Regions from separate parts of the Triticum aestivum genome. Here region 1 is linked to region 2. Evidence: chromatin contacts called from public Hi-C data. All regions are on one chromosome and are shown on one strand. The core of a region is the stretch at or near the end of the contact, and the rest is flanking DNA. Distances in the headings are between cores, read along the strand shown. Region 1 holds the start of LOC123090959 (probable zinc metalloprotease EGY3, chloroplastic). Region 2 holds the start of LOC123090957.

Region 1 (3,748 bases), core at 500-2,999, 280 kb after region 2:
AGAACTCCGGCCGGATGAACCTGCCAGTCCGCCGCGCGCGAAACGTCGTCAGAGCTCTGGCTGGGGTTAACAATGGCGAGATCGATGTGTGTGTGGTGGTGCTGCTGCTACTTACAGGGCGTTCTCGCCGCCGTTGAAGCTGCCGTCGGCGATGAAGGCCGAGACGGCCAGCACCACCGACGTCAGGTACGCGCTGGCCGTGCGGGCCACGGGGATGTCGAACAGGGCCTTCTTGCTCGGCAGCAGCGACTCGTAGTTGTTCATCACACCCAGGCACCCCGTCCAGTTCGACGGCACCAGGAACGATGGGCTCAGCTTCACCCCGTACCTCGCCGCCGTCAACCTCGTCGCGATCTGCCATGAAATTGTTGTTCCCAAGACCATTATTACAAGGACGAGCATACATGCAAGAAAAGCTTAACGGAAATGATAAAGCTTAATTAGCAGGTGCAGTACCTCTGACACGCCGAGGATGGAGAGGAAGCCTCCGAAGAGGGGGAGGACGTCGGAGACGTAGTCGTCGAAGGACGCGCCAGGCTTGAGGAAGAAGCCGCTCATGAGAGCTATGGTCCCGAAGGTCGTGACGGCCAAGGCCACGGCGCTCAGGTAGCCCCACGGCGTGCTCAGCTTGGTCACCTCCAGCTGCAGCTCAATCTCTGCTTTCGGCTGCACCATGCAGACCTGCTTGGTGATGTCGTCGTTCCTCTCCTCCATGAACCACAGGGTGACCTCTGTCCCTGCCGCCTCGGCGATCTTCTTCTCCAGCTTCGGCCTCACCTCCTCGATGGGCTTCCTCAGGTTGCCGATGAAGATGCCACCGTCGCCGAACCTCCGCACGTCCACCGCGAAGAACGTGTCGTACCCGAAGCAGCTCTTGAGCTGCACCATTAATTCGAGCACCCAGATTTCAACAAATCTTCACGAAAATTTTCCCATGATTGAACTGTGAATACCAACTAGCAGTACAAGCGATGATCGTTGAGGTTAATGAATAGATTACCTTGTTGAGGTCGAGCGCCTTGAAGGTCTGCTCGGCCTCCTCCAGCCTCTGCTTCTCCCGTTCCAGCGTGCCCTTGATGAACCCACGGAGCAGGCCGCCGACCGGGCTGGCGTCGGGCTCGCGGTCGAGCTCCCGGAGCTTCCGGTCGGCGCGCTTCTTCTCGAGCTTGATGGCGGCCTCGATGGACGGGTTGCCCATGAACTTCTTGAACTCCTCGTCCGACCTCCAGTCCACCTCCTGCTGCTCATCCCTGCTCTTCTTCTCGCTGTCCTCGCCATCACCTCCTTCCTGATGATCTCCTCCCCCTCCTCCGGCATGATGCGACGACACCTTCTTCGCCTCCTCAACCTTTTGCTCGTCAGGAGCAACGGCAGTGGAGGAGACCGGCCGGTTCTCCGTCGCCTGATTTTGCTCCCGCAGCGAGCACCTGAATAGGGAGCTTCTCCTGAGAGGCCTGAGAGGTGGCCTGTGATGGTTCTTGCAGAAGCTTCTTGGTAAGGTTGCTCTCCCACCAGTGCTGCTGATGCTGCTACACACGATAGTTGCAACGAGCGAAGTGGAAGCCATTACTGGTGGCGAGCTGCTGTGAAGCTCGATTGATGGTGCCTGCTGCCTGTTCGATCTGGTGCTTTGATTTTGGTGTGGAGATCCTGGGAGCTCATGGGGGGAGCTTAAAATGGTTCGGAAGGAGCAGGAAGGCGAGCGTTCTAGAAGGCTGGAGAATGCGCCGGGAGGAGTCGTGAAGAATGCGACGGCCGGAGCAGCAGATGTGATCGAGTAGTGGCGGGTGGCGACGAAGGAGGTGAAGGCCCCGGCTTATCCAATTGGTCAAGAGAAATGTACACTTGGCGGCAGCTCGGCTTGCTAGAGCTTCTAGCGTGGGCCCTGCCTCGAAAGTCTTTGGTAACTTGCTTTCCGTACACTCACATTTGGGCCAAATTCGAACATTTTAACTAGTACTCCATCCATTTCAAAATAAGCGTCTTTGATTTAGTACTATCTCCGTCTTATTTGTCGCTTAAACGGATGTATCTAGCACTGAAGCACATCTGGATATATCCATTTCAGTGACAACTAATTCCGGATGATGGTACTAGTACAACTTCGACTAAAGTTGTAGTTAATCAAATCAAAGACACTAAAGTTGTACTAAATTAAAGACACTAAATTTGTATTGGTAGTTTTTTTTTGCGGGGTGTAGTAGTAGTCATTTTGACATTAGAAATTGTTTGCTATCATTTTGACATGCCGGAGAATTTTTTTAGATCATTAGTTTGTAATGAAAAATATTTGAATATTTTTTATATTTAAAGATGCTTGATTTAGGACGAACTATAACTTTAAGTATTTTGCAAAGGAGGCAGTGTTCATGTAACAAGATTAATTGTTTATATATGCATGAGGGAGTGTACAGTAACATGGCTCGCTAAAATCTACATACATGAGAATATAGGATTTGCAGAGCTTATACAACTGAACATGTATGTTTTCAAGTCCAAGAAAATATACTCCTTTTGTTTGCAATTATAAGATGTTGACTTTCGCTTCTTTTACGCGTGACTTTGACTATAATTTTGTTTAGATATATTTTTTCTGAAATGTTTTTTTGTTTAAAAGTAATATTAGATTTAGATTAAGTCTCTTTTAAGTGTTGTGTGTGTATCTACTGTGGCGGCGTTTTGATGTCGCGTGGAATAGAAGTCCAATAGTTTGATCACCATCTTGGTTTGGTTCTCTGACAACACCACAAACCCTGTCGTATTCTCGTCATATAGGCATGGTGGATTGTCATCCAATGTGTGGCGTTGGTGACGATGATGCTGGGTTCGTGTCTATTTTGTCCAATGGTTCTATAGTGGGTGACAAAGTAGTGATTCAGTAGCCTGACCTACTAGATATCTTTGTTTTTGTTTGAAAAACTAACTAGTGAATGATCATTCATTACAAACTTAACGACAAACCATTTGGCGGCCATAGGGTCTAGGAGTCGACATTGTCTAACTTGGACTCTTGAAGGTACCCGCCTACTTGGGAGGTTTCCTCCTTCGTAGCTACGCCCAGTTGCCGGCTGTGGGCACCCGGGGAGGCATTCTCATGCTTTGGGATGGTTCCGTCATTGACATCAATGACACTGTGGTATTGGAATTCTGTCTCTCCGCCTCGGTCACCTTGCGTGAGTCTAGCAACACGTTCAAGGTCACCACCATCTATGGCCCTTCTACCACCTCGAGAAAAGATGATTTCTTTGCTGAATTGATCACTCAAAAGCCTGCATATGGATCCAAGTGGCTGGCCCTAGGTGACTTCGATCAAATCTACCGGGCACGTGACAAGAATAGGCGCAATATTAATAGAGGCCGCAACACCCTTAAATCTTGTGGGCTCAAAGAGATCCACCTCTAGAACCATCGCATCACTTGGAGTAATGAAAGGATAAATCCTACTGTGTGCAAGCTTGACTCTTTTTTCTGTAACACCGAATGGGACATCCACTTCACTCACGTTTTGCATGCCTTGTCTTCGCCTCTCTCCGACCATTGCCCGCTCTTTCTTGCTAATGAATGTGGCCCTAGAAGACTCCAGAGCTTCAAGTTCGAAAATGTTTGGCCCTCCCTTCCGCGATTCAATGAGAATGTGCATAACGCTTGGAATGAGCATACGGTGCACACCGAGCCTTGCCAAGTGTTATTCCACAAACTTCCACAAACTCAGGAAGACTAGTGTCCAGCTTTACGAATGGAGTAGAAG
Region 2 (3,646 bases), core at 38-2,537:
GCTGCCAAAAATGCCCCAGCTTAATACATGGATTCTGTCAATGCAACTCACATAGTCACCTGGGTACACATTAATAGACAAAAATAATGCATCAATTAAAAGGAGCCAAAACAAGCAGAGCAGATCACGAACAAAAAACAAATGAGAAAAGTCACTGGAATATAAGTAAAATAAAGTAGTTGGCATTCATGTAAACAAATCTAAACAAGGATAAAATAAATCATAACATCAAATTGCAGGAACAAATGTGACTTTGCTTGAGACAGAGGTGAATTCACCTTATTCTTCTTCACCAAACTCTTCCTTGGGATTCTTCCTCTTCTCTTCTTTTACAGATCTGCACACATTGTTCTTACGAAAACAGAAGAAATCAAAATCAGATTACTGGAGAACTGGGGGGGAGGGGTCAAAGGGGAGAGGAAGATGGAGAGGATTTATATGTGCAGCCTAGATTCTCCAGACTCGCAGTCCTTCTCCCACCTCTGTCCTCCTCACCTCCCCAAGATCCGTCACACCCACCATAAAAACTACACACCCAGACCCTAAATTAATTTAGAGTGGAAGGAATCAGGAGGAAGAAGTTAAACAGGGTGGAGTTCCAAGGAGGCATTGAGCCGCTGCCTTTCATCATTTTTGTGGAGAAAAGTTGAGATAGTGCACGGGAGGGGAGGAGGCAACAACCCAGCTCGTGGAAGCCAGCGCGGAAGAGCCTGCGGGGGAGGGCGGTGGATTGAGGCGGCGCACAGGAGATAGCATCACCGGGATCCGGGGTCGAAGGAGCGACGGGCCATGGCAACACGGAAGGGGGAAGATAGGGTGGGGGAGAGAGAGATAAATCAAGGGAAGGAGGAGGGGAGCAGGGGGTACCTACGCATGGGGAGGGGGAGGCTGACCGATGGCTCGAGCTCCACCTGCCATGGCGACAAGGAGAAGAGGGCTAGGAGGTCCCCGATGGCCGGCGCCTCTCTCCTCGCCGCTCCTTCCTCCAGCGCCGGCCTCCAGCTCCGGCCGACTGGCCCTGCTCCCCCTCGACTGCGACGTCGGCGCCCGCCACCCTCCTCTACCGCCCGCCCGCGCTCTCTCTCCCAGCCCGCGTTTTCCAGGCGAAGTCCATGGGGTGGCCGACGGATCCGGCGACCCATCGGAAGGAGGAGGAGGTGGTTGGAGGGAGCGGCGGCGGGTGAGGACGAGGGAGGGAGGAGCGAGGGGCGCGGGGCTGTGGATTGGGGCTAGGGTTAGGGAGCGGCGGCGGGTGAGGACGAGGGAGGGAGGGAGGGAGGGAGGAGCGAGGGGTGCGGGGCTGTGGATTGGGGCGCCGCTCTCTACCTCGCGTGCTACGGTGTTTTTTTTCCTTCGCGTGGTGCGCTGCACCCCCACGCGCGGCGCGATACGGTGGGCTTTCTTCCCTCGCATGGTACCGTGCGCTCGATGCCTTCGTTGTGACTACCTACCCCTTCATCCTTTATAAGTTAGATAAGGCCAAACAGAAGCTATGCTGGGGTGGGGGGAGGGCGTTCGGGCTGGGACTCCTCTCATCCCGAACGAATTTGTTCGGTAGCTGCCCACCCGTCACCGAACAAATCGTTCCATCTGGCGAACCACGAGGCCGAACGTTCGGCCGTTATCGACATCCATACGTCCTATATAGTACACCACTAGAGATCAGAATGGATCCAAAGCAAATACATATACATCTTGGATACGTGTGCATGTGCATGCAAATATATATACATCTTGGATTCGTTTTTCAAACCGCCGACTTAGCAGTTTATTTATTTATTACAAGTCGCAATTTTGCTCTTTAATGTCGTTCCGGAAAGAGAATTAAAGGAGGTGTTTCGGGTCCGTACCAACAAACAAAGGACCGACCTACCGTAAGGGTTCACACTGTTGGAGTTGTGTCGAATATTGTATACAAGGTAGGTTATTGTGTTTACATAGGATGTGGAGTCGTGTCCTAGTAGGACACTTGTATCCTAGGCCTCTAATATATAGCGGGGGTAGACACACGATGTAACCTATGCCAACATAATAGCACAGGCGCGCAAGGGGGAGCCGGCGGCGTGTGCTGGCGCCCGGGTGGCCGGTGTGCGGTATTGTGACGGTGTCATGGGGAGGAGCGCCCGTAGTCAGGCCCCGGGATGTAGCCATATCGATGAACCTCGTTAACAAATCTCGGTGTCGTGCTCGTGTGATTGCTTGGTCCTCGGATGATCGATGGAATGCCTCAATTTATTCTAACAAGTGGTATCATGAGCAAGGTTCAAGGAGGTCGCGGTTCATTGATCTAGAGGATGGATCGTCGTCAAGTTTCGGTACAAAGACGATGCGCAGAAGATGATCCGCGGTGGTTGTTGGGTGCGCTATCGACGAGATCAGGATAAGCATCAGGTAGCATGCATCGGTGAGTTGCATCAGCGGGCGGCTAGATCGGTTCAGTCGATGGAAGCGGCGGCGGCATGTTCGAGAGGACTCGGCGAGATCGGTTCGATCGAATCAGTCGGCGCATGGCAGTGGCAGGAATCCCGTGGCGACAAGTGGCATCGGCAAGTTGCCAGGCGGGGCTGGCTTGTACAAGGCACGCTAAGGCCCAGTAGGGGCCTGCAGGCGTGTGGCTAAGGCGGCCCAAGATGGCTAGTGTGGCTGCAGAGGATGCAAGGCGAGCGACGGAATAGGCCACGGAATTCCCTATTCGCCGCTTATTGCGGCAAGTAGTCGCCGCTTCGCATAGGGCGAGCTCACCCTGGGCCGGCCCATTTGAGTGGTTTTCGCCTCGCGAGATGAACCGCAAAAAAGAATCACGCTAGGGATCGAACCTACGACCTCCTGCAGCCCTACAAACCGCGCTAGCCACCGCAACAGGCTCGTGGATCTGTAAAAATAGCAACGAACAAAACCATTTGTTCCTTCTACTGTTTTTTCTTCAGTCTTATTCTCTTCTTTCTTTTTTCTCGTTTTCTTTGTTTTTCCTTTTTAATGTTTTTTTTTACTTTTTCTTTGTAAGCATTTCGAAAAGTTCAAATATGGTTCAGAATATTCAAAAATGTCCTTTTTGTCAAATATTGTTCATATTTCTTAAATAGTGTTCACATTTGCAAAATTTTGTTCACAATTCAAAAAATGTTCATGATTTTTTTGTTTGCTTTTCAGTTTTTCAAAATTTTGTTCACATTTGAAATCTTTTAAATTAATTAAAAAAATGTTCGACTTTCAAATCTTGTTCCCACTTTTAAAAAATGTTCACAATTCGAAATAATGTTCGCATTGCCAAATTTTGTTCAGAGTTACAAAAAATGTTTCCTTTCTCACAAATTGTTCACAGATCCAAAACTATGTTCGCTTTCTTCAAATTTTGTTCCAAATTTAAAAAATATTCGAGTTTCCAATCTCGTTCGCATTTTCAAAAAATGTTCACAATTCGAAATAATGTTCGCATTGCCAAATTTTGTTCAGAGTTACAAAAAATGTTTCTGTTCTCACAAATTGTTCACAGATCCAAAAATATGTTCACTTTCTTCAAATTTTGTTCCAAGTTTAAAAGAATGTTCGAGTTTCCAATCTCGTTCGCATTTTCAAAAAATGTTCACAATTCGAAATAATGTTCGCATTGCCAAATTTTGTTCAGAGTTACAAAAAATGTTCCCTT

What was found. Hi-C and Micro-C count contacts between places; a contact is called where the count stands out from the background.
Region 1: a contact with region 2 is called in a Hi-C map of leaf, with 6 times the contacts expected there. The contact joins the promoter of LOC123090959 here to the promoter of LOC123090957 in region 2. A contact is called at or near these places in 2 of 5 Hi-C or Micro-C datasets (both in leaf).

The regions. Positions count from the first base shown.
Region 1 is chr4B:53,891,106-53,894,853 of IWGSC CS RefSeq v2.1, forward strand. It overlaps LOC123090959 (probable zinc metalloprotease EGY3, chloroplastic), which reads right to left and starts at 1,750. Exons shown (of 4, transcript XM_044512333.1): 1 at 1,001-1,750; 2 at 457-879; 3 at 116-354; 4 at 1-20. The coding sequence starts at 1,567.
Region 2 is chr4B:53,613,158-53,616,803 of IWGSC CS RefSeq v2.1, forward strand. LOC123090957 reads right to left here and starts at 1,288. Exons shown (of 7, transcript XR_006442680.1): 1 at 279-1,288; 2 at 1-59.